Regions from separate parts of the Gossypium hirsutum genome. Here region 2 is linked to region 1. Evidence: chromatin contacts called from public Hi-C data. All regions are on one chromosome and are shown on one strand. The core of a region is the stretch at or near the end of the contact, and the rest is flanking DNA. Distances in the headings are between cores, read along the strand shown.

What was found. A called contact is a pair of places that touch in the nucleus more often than the background predicts.
Region 2: a contact with region 1 is called in a Hi-C map of leaf, with 2.6 times the contacts expected there. The contact joins the enhancer-like site here to the promoter of LOC107936623 in region 1. A contact is called at or near these places in 5 of 34 Hi-C or Micro-C datasets (all in leaf).

What each region holds. Positions count from the first base shown.
Region 1 is chrA07:11,313,146-11,318,368 of Gossypium_hirsutum_v2.1, forward strand. LOC107936623 (putative transcription factor bHLH086) reads right to left here and starts at 1,934. Exons shown (of 5, transcript XM_016869381.2): 1 at 1,394-1,934; 2 at 1,213-1,314; 3 at 495-560; 4 at 315-380. The coding sequence starts at 1,924.
Region 2 is chrA07:11,475,962-11,481,135 of Gossypium_hirsutum_v2.1, forward strand. No RefSeq gene overlaps it. Among protein-coding and RNA genes, the nearest start is that of LOC121232113, 31 kb to the left of the region's middle. Within about 2 kb of position 1,425, at least 9 of the 9 cell types and tissues checked have an H3K27ac peak or open chromatin away from gene starts, as enhancers often do. A contact at or near this core is called in leaf, where this site is marked.

The DNA of each region.
Region 1 (5,223 bases), core at 684-3,183:
ATCATTTTTCAATTGCAGTTCAATTCTAAACAAAAGATTTCATTTACAGTATCATAAAATTTTTTAGATGTTAACTTTGCTAAACAATAAATGTTAATTCTATTCCAATTTAGCCTTATTTGATTCTTTTTAATAATATAAAGATAAAATTGATCCGTTGAATAATAGAGAGACTAATTTGATTAAATTCCTATAATAAACCTATCAGGTATATTCACCCATATATATCATAAAATAACAAAGCCTTTTGAGTAAAATTGCCATTTATGATAAGCCCTATATGATGAATAGAAAGCTGAAGATCTCCCTCTCACCTTCACTTGTAATTGAAGGAACTTGACATAGCTAATTGCTTTCTCCAGCATGGTTACTAGATCAACCTGTGGAGCAAACAAATTTATAAACATGCATATAATTAATTTCCAATTTTAACAAATAAGTACAATGGGAAAATATATATTTGTTTCAGTTGTAATTAATAATTAATTGCTTACCTTGGAACCATTAGGCACTAGTTCTTGTAGTATCTTCAACCGCTCACTGATCCTCTCACGTCGATTCTGTATATTTACATCAAAAGCAATTTCTCATAGTTAATTTTCCCTCTTGATTTTGGTTGTTTTCCTATTAATAAAAAAGGGTTAATTCAACATGACATCCTCAAATTATGGTTTATATTTTAAATTAATCCTTGAACTTCAATGCGTTGTAATTGAGTACTCAAAATATCATTATTGTATCAATCATATCTTTCTGTTAGCCTAACTATTAGCTTGGATATTAATTAATAGCTCAAATCTAATATGGAATATGTTTAAAACAAGTGAATCATATTATGAACATTTGCGTCCCTATTGCATGGAAAACTTGGAATTGACTTGTTAAAAAGAGAAGAAAAATTCTCTTGAATTTTATTGGTATTGTCTATTTTTTTAACCGGTTAGATCTAGAGAATTCATGTAGTAAATACACGTGTTTATAATTTAATTCACGTGCTCTACATGTACTCCATGTCAAATTTGGATTAGCATTTAATATCTAAATAGAAACTAAAGTGATAGAAAGACGTGATTGATACAATACTCTAATATGTAGATGACTTGATAGGAATGTTTTAGAGTTTGAGACCAATTTAGAATTTCGAGGGTAGTTTAGGGATTCTTAGTGGAATTATACCCTAAAAAAACAAGTTTCAATGCATGTAAAGCAAACCTTGGCTGCAATACTTTGAGGATCCTTTGAAGGACCGGACTTTGATTTAGCCCTCTTAGCTTCATTGCTACATTGTTTCTTCAAAGCTTGAGTGCTATCTCCCTAAAAAAAAAACACACAATTTTATCATATGAATTGTGTTTTAATTACTTGGATTGAAACGGAAAAGAAGAAATGGTACCGTATTCAGACGCTTAACGCCGGCAACTCCTGGTGACCGTAACTCCGGTATACTGTCAGCATCCATTGCTGATTCAGAGTATAACCAATCTCCATTGTTCTCTTTCGAGCTAAAATTGCTAGCTGTTTCAAAGCAACTAAAATCTTCCACCAAGCGAGGATCCCACATAGAATAATTATCTTTGTGACTTGCTCTTTTTAAGTAAGTACCGCTTCGTGGAGCCTTCTCGTTTTGTTCAAAGCTAAGAAGAGATCCATAATTAGTCCCATGATGATATTGATGAATGAAGTTGTCGTACATTGAACTGCCTTTGAAGTTTATCAATGAATGAACTTCCTCATGCGGTGGCCGGAATACGAAACTGTCGGAATCAATACTACGCGGAGAGGAAAATGAGGAAGAGCTAGTCATCGGAAAGTTGTTGACACCACCGCCAAGCTTTTTCAAGTGATCATCACCACCTTCATCAAAGTTTCCATTATTGAAAGCTGAGGTTTGAAGTGAGCAAATAGGGTCCTTGGCTAGTGCCATTATGATAGTGAAAAAAAAAAGGGGTTGAATGACAACTTCCCTAGAATGCCTATATATATATCTAAAAATTCAAACATATAAATTAAATATTAATTTCGGTCCATTCATCAAAAATCCTCCATCATGACTTGGATTTTGAATTAGTTTCCAAACTTTAAAATATTTTAATTAAGTCTATAAATTATTAATATATACATTAAGTCTTTCCATCAATCTAACAATTAGCTTGAACGTTAAATGCTATTCGAATTTGACATCAAGTATATTTAAGTACATGGATGAAATTGTATATAAAAATGCACCTACTGCATAAATAAATCAAACCTAACGTGTTAAAAAACTAAAAAGAAATAATCTTATTTTTTTATTGATATTATCTTTTTAACATGTTAGATACAAATTGTTTGTGTGATCAATACACGTGTTTACAATATAATTCACCTATATTAAATATGCCTAAATTCACAGCTAGACTAACAGAATGATCTGGTTAATATAATACTAATACTTTGAAGATTTAATTACAACGTTTTGAAATTTAATGACCAATTTAGAATAGAGCAATAATTTATGGACATTTTATGGAATTAACCTCTCTAAGATGGGTTTTAATGCAATACTTAAACTATAGATGGGAATCGAAAATACTTGGGTTTTTTTTTTCTCCTTATGGGAACAAGAAACACAGTATTAAATATTGCTGCAATTTCACAGATGTAATGAACTAGCAAATTATATACACATATATATAATATTATATAATATGATTGCATCGGGATTGTTAGCTGGCAGAGGTTGATCGAAGATTAAATGGAAAAACAAAGGTAGAAAAAGAAAATCGAATTAAAAAGCAGCATAAGGATCGGCGGAATTTTCTCCCTGCCCACGTCTCTCAGATTCCCCCCATATTTATTGTTATATGAACTATTTGCTTCATACACTTGAAGAAAATTTTAGCTTTTTGAGGTTGCTTCCTACGTTGTTTCACTTCTGCATGTGGGTTTTCTACTGGTTTTTTCATGGTGGCTTTGTAAGTCAAATCATGGCCATCTATTCTATTGTCTGGTACTTTAATTGATTATTTAGCATTGATCTGGTTCCAGTGTCTCAAGATTTTGTTCTTCTACATCTGGAGTTTTTTTTTAAGTAGAAATTAAGGGACACTAGTCGGTTGGGTTAAAAATCTAAAATCAAATTTAGTTGATTAATTCATACTTTAATTCGAACTGACTTAACATTCACCAATTCTATTGATTCTTTCTAAAGAAAAAGAAGTCAGTTTAATGAATTAAGTAGGTTAAATCGATTATCTTCCACTTATTTCCTTCCACCTACGTCTGGTTAAACACAAATTAAAGTTGATTGGGATTTTAATTTGAAATTATGTTATAAAATAAGTAGGTTAAAAAATTGAAAAGCCAACTTAATTAATCAACCACTTACTTTTTTGGACTTAATTCTTAATTCACCTAACCTAATCAACTTAACATTGGCCAGTTCAATTTTTTTTTTAAAATAAATTTTGGTTAACACGAATTAACTATTATAACCAATAAATTTTTTATACAATACCTATTTTTATTCATAATTCTTAAACTCTTAAATTATTCGGAACCTTTTAACACTAATTATAAGGCTGACACGAAGTCCTTTTTATCTATTGTAATGGAAACGGTGCATTTATTGCAAGTAATGAGATGTAAGAAATGTTAATTCAATTTGTATATCCATTATTAATTAGTAACTGTACCTTTTGTGAACCCAATGAAAATCATCCTCTCCACATGTTTTGTTGGATGGTCTATAGGGGGAAATTGCATAAAAAGCAAATCTGGCCTTGTGGGGAAAAATGAACACAAAGAGCAATTCCATGTTTTTAGGAGAATTGTTTGCTGTCCTCGTACCATGAATTTTAAGAGCTTTGCATGTCTTTGAATATCATCCACAAGAATTCACTAAAGATTATGCAAACTAAATCATCACATGATTTGAATAGTGAGGGCATTGATTTTAGACGTAATCTTTTCTTACAATTCCGTTTGTACAAGCCCAATTTGTGGGCCCAAATAACCTCCAGACCCAAACCCAATAGACCATTTTCTAGCCCAAAACCTATCTTCTAACCCACAAAGCCCAAACTATTTTTACCCAAAACCCAATTACAAAGGAAACCCTAGCCCAATACATTAAAGAAAAATAAGGTAAAACCTAAAACCCTAGCCGTTCAGCCACTTGCTCCCTGTCCCATCCACCACCGCCTCTGCTCCCACCGACAGGTCAAGTCCACCGCCACAAACACCTGCAAACATTAATAAAAAAGGGACAGAAAGTAGAAAAGAGAGGCATGTAATGGCTATAAAAAGCCAAGCAAAAACCATTGTTTTTTTCGGCAAATCTTGATATATACAAACAAAGCATTCAATCTTTTTAAGCAAAGAAAACAACAATATTAGCCACCAAAAAATAAGAGAAACGGCATCAAAATAAACCCAAAGCCCTCAGAAACAGAAGCCATAGGCCTAAGGTGATTCGCTTTATTTTTCTTTTTTTCGTTGTTATTTCATAACCGAATCTACCTATTATATACCCTTATATGTATAAATAACTTTAAAACAAAACAAGAAAAAATTTTACTCCGGCGCCGGAGACGTGACGGAGGACGGTGGTAGCTCGCCGGATTGCTGACCGAGCTTGGACCTGCAGAGAAAACAAAAAAAGGGCTTAGTTTTTTTAGAAACAAATAGCAAAAAGTGATTTCAAAGGCTAAATTTTAACTTATATAGATGTTACAAAACGACGTCGTTTTGCTCGGCACCCATAAGCCCTAAAACGACGCCGTTTCGCTCTACCCGACCCGAAACTCGACCGCTCCACAGAAGGATCCGCGTGTTTTTGCTATTTGGGACAATTTCGTATGCAGTCCTTCCACAATTTTTGTTGATTTTAATCAGGTCTTTTCATGTCTTTAAATTTAGCCTTGTAATTTCAATTTTGCTTCAATCTGGTCCTCTGCCCGTTTGAAGGAGGGATATTTGAACGGCGTCGTTTAGAAAGGTTGGATTATTTGCTCTTTTAAGCTCTCCTGTTTGCTCGCGTGTTCAAATCAGTCCCCTTTATTTCTTTTAAATTCGCCTCAAAAACTCTATTTTCAATCCAAATTCGTCCATTTTTTTATTTCTATTTTAACTTTAATATTATTCATAATATTATATTATATTATTATTATGCTTGTATTTTTTACTTATTAGCATCCTATCATTATCATTTTTACTTAATACTTATGTGTGTATATATATATG
Region 2 (5,174 bases), core at 175-2,674, 160 kb after region 1:
ACAATGCACATGTATTTAACAATTTCAAAAATGAACACAATCACAAAGTGTTGGATTTGGTGTTTTAACTGTAGTATTTTCGTCAATATGTAGTTGTAATTTTTTGAAATAAATTGGTTAATAAAACAAATTTACTTGATTACATTAATATACTTTGTATAATTATCCTCACATGGTTTTTGTATGTAAAATAAAATGGAAGAAAATGTTGCTCATTAATTGTCTAATGTTTAACTAATACTAAGCGATATTACATGGTTGGATCGTAGTACGAAAAGACATCTTATGTTAATAAATCTAAACATGTCTTTAGTCTAATCTAAAAAGAGAAAACCGATTGAAAGATTAAAATGTCATCTATCAAGTCCAATTTAAGAGATGTCTTTTCTTGGGCATTGTAATAGGTCCATTTTGCCCGGCCCGAGCCCAAACCAATAAAAACAAGATAAGTAAAAAGATTCAGCAGTCCATTTACACATTAAAAGGACCCAAATATAAAACCAAGCCCGAAAAACCCAAATAACCTAAATTCCTAACCCACTTCCTACCGGCCCGATAGGCCCAATGCCTAAACCAATCTCAGCTAGCAGGAAATCCTAGTCTCCCTTAACGCCGCACGTCCCATGTGCCTCGTCGGCACGTCCAACGCCTGAGGCTCGACTCCCCTTTGTCCCGTTGCACCAAAACGAAAGCCCCCCTTTGTTGACCTTCCCCGACCTGCAAACATACCCAAAAGAGGAACAGAGACAAGGCAACACGCAAAGGTAAACAGTAGAAATAGAGGCCTAAACGAAAATAAAAAATAGATTGTATTTCGGCTATAAAGCCAAGAAAGAACAGATTGTATTTTTTTTTACAGACGATTAAGCAATCAAAAAGCAAAAAACAAAAAAGGTTGATTTTAAATCTCAATTTCTTGTTCTTTTTTCTTTCGATTTTATTTTTTATTTATTTTTCTACCTTTTAAATTTATTTTTAACAAAAAAATAAATAAAAAGGAAAAGGAAAAACTTACCCAAAACCCCGGGTTTGCGTCGCTGGAGTCTTCTTTCCCGTCGTCGGAATCGACCCAAGGAGGAGGCAGGGGGTTCTTTCTCTTTTGTTTTCTTCGGTCTAGGGAGCCTCACCATCGAATCGCCCTTCAAGAGGGTCACAAACCCGATTCCATGAGGCTTTGGACCACCGTCTACGGTGGAATCCACGGCGGGTTCACGATGGTCTAACGGCGGCTCAAAGAGGGCTATAAACCCTAGAAAAAAAATGCAAATGGGGGGGTATTCTCTGAAATTTTTTAGAAAAGAGGAAGCAAATAAAAAAATGGCTTAAATGATAATGCAAAAAGGGTATCGTTTTGCACCTGGGTTTCTAACGCTGAAACGGCATCGTTTGGAGGGCCCGTGCGCGACCCGACCCACTCTAGGGGGGTCCACGCGTTTCCTTTAAGAGGGAAAATATCTACTTTAGTCCCTCCGCTTTTGTGATGCGCGCAATTTAGTTGTATCCTATTTTTATTTTTTTTAATTTCATCACAAACTTTTAACTTTGTTTTATTCTGGTCCTTAGACCGTTTAAAAGGGTTAAATGCTTGAAACGAGGGCATTTTGAAGACAAGGGATAATTTCCCTGTTGGTCCTTTCTTGTTTTCATACGTCAAATTATAACCCTTATGTTATTTGTTTCATTTAATTTGTCTCTTTAACTTTATTTTAGCATCAAATTAACCTCTCGTTTGGATTCTTTTATTTATTCGTCCACTCGCTATTATTTGAGAATTTAAATTTCAGTTTATCTTTTAGTTTTGTTTAAGTTCCGACTTAGTCCTTTTGTTCTAATTAATTAATTAATTTATTTATTTACTTGTTCATTTGTTCATTATTCTTTTATTTTATTTGTTCGCTCCTTCGTTTACTTGTTCATATATATATATGTATGTATATTATACATTCATATTTTATTATAATCCTTGTGTTCATTTGTCATTGTCCTTTCGTTCCTCTTTAAATTTTTGTTTGTTTTCATTTAATTATTTTATTTATAATTTTGTTATTATTGTCATTTCAGCATCTATCATTTTTACTTCATTGTTATTTATTCCTTTATCCATTTATTATCTTTTTATATATGTATATATATTTTTAAAGGAAACTGAATTATTTATATTACCTATCGTTATTATTATTATTGTTATTACTATTTATATTTATTTATCTACCTATGTTTTATTACAAATTATATTTTAAATTTCATTTATCCTTTAATTTGGTTCTTTACTTTCAATATTTTTTAAATCTTTTCCCTTATATTTATTTATTCATTATTACTTTATTATTATTATTATTATTTATTTCATCTTTACTTATTCATATTCATATGTATTATTGTTATTGCAATTTGTCTGTTAATATTACCATGACTATTATAGTATATTAGTATTATCATATCATTTATTTATCATATATTCTTGGCTCGTATAGTTGTTTTATTTTATTGCATTATTATTCCCCATGAACTATGTTTACATATAATTGATTGTCTTTGTATTATGCTTCAAAATAACCCATGGCATTTTGAACTTACGTTTGATAAAATTTTTAAGAAATAAAGAAAAATTTAAAGTAAGGCAATGTTCTGCATTTGAAAATTCGAGAGATCGTGCCCTAACGTACTGGGTTTTGATTTTTCTCGTTTGATCCGAATGACCGAATAACCTTTAAGAATTAAAACGTATGAGTTTTGAAAATCAAAAGGCCAACTTATTCTCGAGGGTCTGAAATGTTGCGTCCTAAAGTACTGGATGTGGCATTTTATTACTTTGGGATTAGAAGGTCTTTAGAATCCAATTCGATTTACTCAAGCAAATTCTTTGTATAGATCAACGTAAAAAAAGGGATCGTATTCTAAATTCTTTTCGAGTTTTTTTAGATTTCGACATTAAGACATTAATTAATAAATTAGGTACCAATTTTGGGCGTTACGAGGGTGCTAATCCTTCCTCGTACGTAACTGACTCCCGAACCCATTTTCTCAAATTTCGTAGACCAAAATCGTTGTTTTAATAAAACAAAATGTTTTATTAAAATAACCAAATTTCTAGGTGATCTGATCACACCTAAACAAAAAGATTGGCGGTGACTCCCAATTTTCGTTTATCGTTTTCAAAACCAAAGTCGATCCTCGTTTTCAAAAGAAAGGTTTCGACAGCTTGGCGACTCCGCTAGGGAACACTAAAAGAGTCGAGCCACAAGTTGATTAACTTTTGTCTTGTTGTCGAAAATAAAAAATTTGGTTTCGAAATACGATCCTTTCTTTGTACTTCATCTATTATTTTTGTGGTCTATGATACATTACATGTTTCATTGGTTTGAGTCTTTAAATAGTTTTTCATATCGCATTACATGATCGTTTGATCTTCCCTTTTTAAGTGGGAGTGAGAAACTATTCCTTCATGAGGTTTTCACCTCCGTGTAGGATAGTGGATCGCTTTCGGGATACATCTGTACCTATGTCTTCGTGAGATTTTCATCTCCGTGTAGCCATAGGGAAATGTATTCCCCTGAACCGAACTCAATCCATATGAGCCTATAATGGGTGAAGATTGAGGAATCTGCTGGTTCAGGTACCCTTACTCTAGAACCGAGCAGCATATAATGAGCCCTAAGAGCCAACCCTAGGTAGAACTACTCCAAACCTTAGTGGTTATCCGAATAGGTGCTTGATTATTTCCTATTTGCTTTGGATTCTATTTTTGTATACTGACTTGTTGTATTTTGTTGTTATTGCATGGCATTACATTATACGAATGTGTTGATTCACGTTCAGTTACTAAATAGAAAAGCTTAACATGGAAAAAAGGTTTCTTGATAGAGTGGAGGATAATGCGGTAGTCCGAGTATGGTCCGAAAGGACGCAGCAAGAGAAGGGAGATAGTTTGATCAAGGGATATGAATCGGAATTGTAGGATTTCACTCGCATTAGTGTGACCCAAAATGACTTGCGAGAATTGAAGGAAATATGGAACAGTTGGAACGATAAGGTCAAGCAGTTGTTTTACCGCAATTATGGAGACATAGCTTATTTACTCGAGGTGAAAGTCGACAAACACTTATTCCGGGCTCTTGCCCAGTACTGGAATCCCACATATAGTTGCTTCACTTTTGGGTGGGTTGATTTGGTACCTACTGTGGAAGAGTATATGGCCGTACTTCGTTGCCCGAGGATTAAGGTCGACAAGCCCTATTCCAAAATGGCTAACGTCCCGACCTTTGTAAAAAAATTGATGAATACCACGGGGATGAGCGAGCAGTGGGTTGCAGCTCGGATCAAGCAAAAGGGAGATGGTAAGTGTATTTCTTGGAAGAACTTGAGAGATCTGATTCTAGCACATCCGGACATGAAGAAGAGGGTTGATGTTTTTGCTTTGAGTATCTACGGTTTGGTCGTCTTTCCCAAGGCATTAGGACACGTAGATAATGCAGTTTCAGACCTGTTTGATCGACTTGATAAAGGGGTCTCACCTATCCCTGCGATCTTGGCCGAAATGTTTAGATCATTGAATGCTTTCCGGAGAGCGGGCGAAGGTAGATTTATAGGATGTGCGCAACTTTTACTATCGTTGTTCCATAGCCACTTTTGGAAGGTAGAAAAAGTCTCATATTGAGTTTTTCCGAGAACTACTCCTTACTAAAGGAATTAGTAGGTACGCCAAGGCGAGATGACCTTTCCGAAGAGAAGTGGATGGAAATTCTCCAGAATCTATAAGTTAAAGATATTGAGTGGAGAGCCCCATGGATGATCCTTGGTGAGATCTTATATTGGTGCGGGGACTTTGAGTGGGTCCATCTACTTAGGATATGGGGAGCCGTTGGATATTGTCCACTACTCGTGTTAAGGCAATACCGATCAAGGCAGTTCGTACCAGTGACACAAGGGTTGGCTCAGTGCGAGTTCTCATACAAGGACGATAATTATAGAAAGAGAGTTCATAAGATATCGAATGCTTGGAGCCAAACCCGTAGGATGAAAGGACTCACCGCAGGTCCAAAGACGACCCTTGAGTATGAATACTAGTGGAGTAAAAGAATCGATAATAACATCCCAATGCCAAGTCAAGAGAACATTCGGCGATAAAGGAGCACTTACAAGCAGTCCCGTCTGAACTAGAAATCATCAAACAA